Regions from separate parts of the Gossypium hirsutum genome. Here region 1 is linked to region 2. A link is a contact called in public Hi-C data. All regions are on one chromosome and are shown on one strand. Each heading gives the region's core, a stretch centred on a gene start, on an enhancer-like site or on the middle of the called end of the contact. The rest is flanking DNA. Distances are from core to core; before and after follow the strand shown. Region 1 has its middle 4.8 kb from the start of LOC107945935. Region 2 holds the start of LOC107945938 (protein LATE ELONGATED HYPOCOTYL).

Region 1 (2,700 bases), core at 46-2,545, 170 kb after region 2:
ATATAATAGATGTCATTGGCCTAGAGAAAGGGGAAAGCTGGAGAACCCTTATGATGGATATTCATTTTATGCTGGTTCAGCATATAGTTTATTATGCTAATACTGTGATACAAACATTGAGTATAATGGTAAGTTATATTATACTTTTAAGAAAAAAATTCAAATTTAAAATACGAAATGATATTATTAAAAGGGACAGTGACGAATCTCAAAAAGATTATAATCTTTATGAATCATAAAACCAAGATAAAATATATATTCAACTTACGAGTGTATGTGGCAAGCTCAAATAAAGCCTTTTGTGTGGTTGCCATTGTTGAGATGATCACATTGCAATCGTATGTACTTTTGCCACTGTAACATGTGTATATATATATATACTTGGGAAGACACCCCTTTAAGCACTTCTTGAATTCCCTCACAGTGATGCACAGTGAGATGCTTCCTAGGAAACCCAGTTTTCCCCAATGTGTGTGCATATATATTTGATGGTTCCATGATGCTTTGATAACATGGGAAAAGTTAGTGCCTAGTGTATAATAGTGTAGTGTAGCTAGTAGTACCATTATATAAAAATGAAAGATTAAAGCCATAGATGTTGGAAAGGTTTTATATATAAAAAGGATTAAAGATATAATATTTAATTTTATTACTAGATGGGTGAAATTATTGTTAAAAAAAAGATTCATTAGTTTCAATCACAAAGATTCCTAAACTACACTCATAAAGAAAAAGAAGGCATTGAAAATTGAAATCCCTATAAAGAGAGCAATACATAGGTTTAATAGGCATAATTGATGATAATGATAAAGAAACCACATGTGCAAGCTACAAAGTTGATGAAGAAAAGTATAAAAATTAATTAAACTGTGTTCTTTCTTTTCTGGTTTTCACTGTCTAGTTTAAAAGGGAAAATTTTTTATTTTATATTTTGGAAGCTTAAAATTATAATTTTTTTCATTTTAATTCGAGGGTGTAAGAGAGGAGTGAGCATATATGTTTTTTTTACATGATGCCTAAAATTAATTATATTCCCACCCCAACTCTTAAATAATAAGATAATTTATTTCAACGCACTCAAACTCACATATTTCTGCATTAGTAATAATGTTAATGCCCAATATTTAATTTTTGGGATTAGACTAAATTTCTAAATCTTCCCAAATGGTTACGCCTTTCGTGCAGATCAGAATTTATCCGACAAGGAATTTCGCTACCTTAAGACCGCTATAGTTAAGACCGACATTCACCGACTACCCTATCATCAAGTCACCAACTTTCTTGACCTTCCAGCATGTGTCAACCCTCATACATTGTCTTACGACTCTACAGAGAACTATATTTTGGATAAACAGTGGCCCGAGCCTAGTCACGAGACAAATCAACTTTGGAACCATCGATTGAATTTTAGTTGAACCTGGTTTTGGTGTCGAAATTTTATGCATAAAAAGAATATAAAATTGGGTTTTTGTTTAATTTGGGTCCCATTAGGGTTATCAATTCTTAAACCCAAAATCAGTTTTCAAAATTTTTTTGATAGTCAAACTAATTTCGAAGCCTGGTCTTCCATTTCATTTAGGCCCAATTAGAGGTGGTCCAAGTTTTCTATTTTGAATCTGAAGCCCAAAATCATTTTTAAACTAGATTTTGAAATCAAGCCCATATTTAAATCTATTTTTCTTTGAATATTTTTGCATTGGCGGGGAGGGAGGAATCGATCTTGTTCTTTAGAAAAACTGTCAGAGATGTCGGACGATGGGCTGTCGACGGGGCTGGTTTAGTTTCTTTTCCCAGTCATGAAAAATTGGAAGTCTTAAAACAGTGAAAATTCACCATCAAAGTTTTGTTATTTAATGTTCCATCTGAAACAAAAGTTAAGACCAAGACATGAACAAATCACCCATCATTGTCTTCATGCCCATTTTTTCCAACAATCAAAAAGTAAAATCTTGAAACCATAGCAGCAACAATACTAGCCCAGAGATGTTTGGTGGTATCCAAAGCACTTGATCCTTTCTTCCCTTTCTCCTCTTCCACCATTTCCACCGCTTCCAATTTGTTATCCCCGTTTTGCCTCCAATCTTCTCTTGATTCCCCAACATACCCTTCCTCCCTCGACCAAGGCTTCACAGGACGCAGAGTTTGACCACCCGAAAAACAAGAAACCGAACACACATTTTCATTTTTATCAACAAACATTTCTAGGTCTTTACTGAAATGAGGATCTATTTTGTTGTTAAGAAACAAGCCACTATGTCGTGAAGCCCTGATCAATCATTTGTGAGCTTCGAAATGAAGAAATGGAACTTGAGCATATATTCGAGCTTTCCGGCGATGAAGTCGTGCCGGAGAATAATCTGAAATCCATGGCTGCCGTTCAAGCTAGAGTTTTTAAAAAAATATAGGGAAATTTTAACCATTTAATCACCGTTGAGTAATAATTGTGAGTCTCGAAACCACTTATTTGAAAAATCAAAATTTTTTATCGACTTATTAAAAATAAAAATGGGGAGTCGCCACTGATATTTTATTAAGGTGTGATCGATTCACCATTAAAAATAAATTTTAGGTCTGCGAGATTTGAGACAATAGGTCCGGGAGTCTGTTACGCACGAGGAAAGGTTAGCATCCTCGTAACGCCCAAAATTGGTACCGAATCGATTGTTTAATGTCTTAGTGTCAAAACTTGAAAAGATTTTA
Region 2 (2,700 bases), core at 22-2,521:
GGCTTCCTAGTCTATCATTCAACATAAAAGTTCAATGGTCCAAATAATAACAACAAAACCTCCATTTTTTACAAGTCTAACAAGCAAACCTTAAAAGCAAAAAATAAAAATACTCAATTTATTTTGATAATTAATACCTTAATAACGAGTTCTTCCCCAGAAGAGTATGTGTCCATTGACAGGACCTGGGCAGCGCTACCGCTGCTTCAAATCCTCTCTAACGAGCAACGGGTAAAACACAAACCTCCTTTCATTTCTTTGGACATTCAATACTACAAATAGTAAAGCCGTTTTTGAACTCCACAAAACCTGATGACTGCTATTTACTACTGCAAAAACACAAAAGCCAACGACAACAATCGATAGAGATCCGTCTCTGTTTTCTATTACTACTCCAACTAATATTACTGCCTCATCATTTAATAAATTTTTACTAGTTTAATTAACATATAGTAAACTTCAGGTGAAAGCTAACTATCCAGAGAATTAAAATAGAAATAAAAAATTTAAGTATCCACCGTAACAGAGAGAAGAGACGGCTTCTTCCAATTAAATTAAAACAAAATTCCTTTATTCAGAATCCTCACCAAAACGAACCCGTAGACACCAATACCTTTCGAGAAATGACAAAAAAAAAGAAGTGTTAATTAGTAATCAATAACACACTCCTACTTTCTCGTATTAGTAACAACCAATAACAATAATTCTTTACCTTCTGTTTGGTTACCAAGAAAAAAAAACAAAAGAATTCAATCGTTTTCCTTTTTGTCTCTCTACTCAACTTCGTATAAACAACTTAATTTTTTTAAAACTCAGCTGAGCAGAGCGAAAACGATCATTTTAAGCAACCAAACGGAGAGCAAACAAAGCCCTAGAAATGAAGTGCAAACTGAAAATACCTCGAGAAATAGCCATGGAGGATGAGAACACTGGAAACAACGATCACGCATGAAAAAATGAGTTCACCGGAAACCAGTCGGAAAATTCATAGTTTCCGGCAATGAAAAAAACATCGGAATCTACAGAAATTGGAAAAGCAGAACTTGAAGAAAGCAAAGCAAAAGAAGTGAAAACAAGCTCTTCTTTTTGTGAGAATTAAAACACAAAAAAGACTACGAGAAATCTCAGCCACTATAATTTCATGTGGATTTATTTTTCTGGAAAATTTTTGAAAATAAAAAAATTTTGGGGGAGTTTAATTTGAGGCTGGAAAAGAGTGAACGGTATGTACAGAACATAGAGATGCATTAGATGTTGCCAAGCGGCAGTAATTTAGTGGCTGATTCAACTAAAGCCCACCCTTGCGCTTTTTCCCTTAATTTTTTAGTTTTTCTTTTTGCCCTTTGGCCAATAGCTCCTAATTCCTACCTTCGTCTTCGAATTTCAGCCACAAGTTGCTATGCTCTTTGGGGTTAAATCCGTAAAATTGACTCTAGCTTTGCCACGTGGTGCCCGACGTCAACGTTTTGGCGATTCGTGGCACAGGTGGTCAGTACGTGGCGGTTCAGGGGCTGCTGCGGAGTCAAAAGCCACCGGGTTTGCGACCATATTAGCCAGGATCTACGGTGATGATTTTAAGATTGCATCACATTCCTATGCATTGCTCCCTTTTTCGTTCTTTCTTTTTCTCTTTTTCTTTCCTTATGTGATAAGAATAGCAGCTTGGGTTATCGGTTCAAGCTATAAGAATAAAAGTATGATAATCAAAATTTAGATTTGGGTTTTATAAGACTAAAGTTGTTTATATATATTTTTTAATATATAAGATAAAATTTACCGGAATGGGTCACTTTAAATTTTATTTATCGGAATGGGCTAAAAAACCCAAAACGTGCTTACGTGGAAACATTTTAAGGGGACACGCTTTCCCCGTGTCAACAAAAACGCACTAATGTGGACGCGCTTTTGCTCGTTCTCAAATTAAATTTTCAAAAAATATCATTTTTTTAAATATTATAAAAATATACCAAATTTTTTTAAAAATTTACGAGAATAAAGGCTTAAAGTGACAACATCATTTTTTTTAAAAGTGTCACCAATTAATATGGAAATAAAACTTACAAAGCAAATCCTTATATAAACTCAAAGTCTCATTTCCCTTGTTTTCTTAAGCAATGTGGGATATGAGATATGTGTATATATAGACTAATGAATAGGTTTGTAGCTTGTTCTTAAACAATATGATATTTTTCCCTCTTTTAACTAACAACATGAGATTAAATGCTACACATATTTTATAATTTTGTTTACAAAACAATTTCTATTTTTTTATATTTTGTTAACATTTTCTCATATCATAAAATTATCTTTTGAGATCTTTAATCTTGTTGCATTTTAGAATTGTTAGCATATACAAAAGAACTATTAAAAAAAAAACAAATTGCACATATAAAACTTGTACATGCAATAATCTTCTATTCAATTTTAAATGTTTGAAGTTAATATCAATGCAATTCTAATTTTTAAAATAATTTTCCATGATTTAAATTTAGAAGTTATACTTTTAATTTTTTTATTTTTTTATTTTATATTATAAATGTTTGATTAATAAATAAATGGTGAGTATTTTGTATTCAAATAGTACTTTTTTGTAATTTTAAAAATTTGATATATATTTTTTAAATATTTATTTATTTTTAATATTTTACTATACTCATTAATTTTTTAATTCTAATTTTAATTTAATTTTCATCACCTAAT

The links. Hi-C and Micro-C count contacts between places; a contact is called where the count stands out from the background.
Region 1: a Hi-C map of leaf shows a contact between it and region 2, with 1.8 times the contacts expected there. The contact joins the enhancer-like site here to the promoter of LOC107945938 in region 2. A contact is called at or near these places in 2 of 34 Hi-C or Micro-C datasets (both in leaf).

The regions. Positions count from the first base shown.
Region 1 is chrD12:42,437,201-42,439,900 of Gossypium_hirsutum_v2.1, forward strand. No RefSeq gene overlaps it. Among protein-coding and RNA genes, the nearest start is that of LOC107945935, 4.8 kb to the left of the region's middle. Within about 2 kb of position 1,296, at least 3 of the 9 cell types and tissues checked have an H3K27ac peak or open chromatin away from gene starts, as enhancers often do. A contact at or near this core is called in leaf, where this site is marked.
Region 2 is chrD12:42,271,599-42,274,298 of Gossypium_hirsutum_v2.1, forward strand. It overlaps LOC107945938 (protein LATE ELONGATED HYPOCOTYL), which reads right to left and starts at 1,272. Exons shown (of 10, transcript XM_041106785.1): 1 at 900-1,272; 2 at 588-613; 3 at 138-329; 4 at 1-11. The coding sequence starts at 176.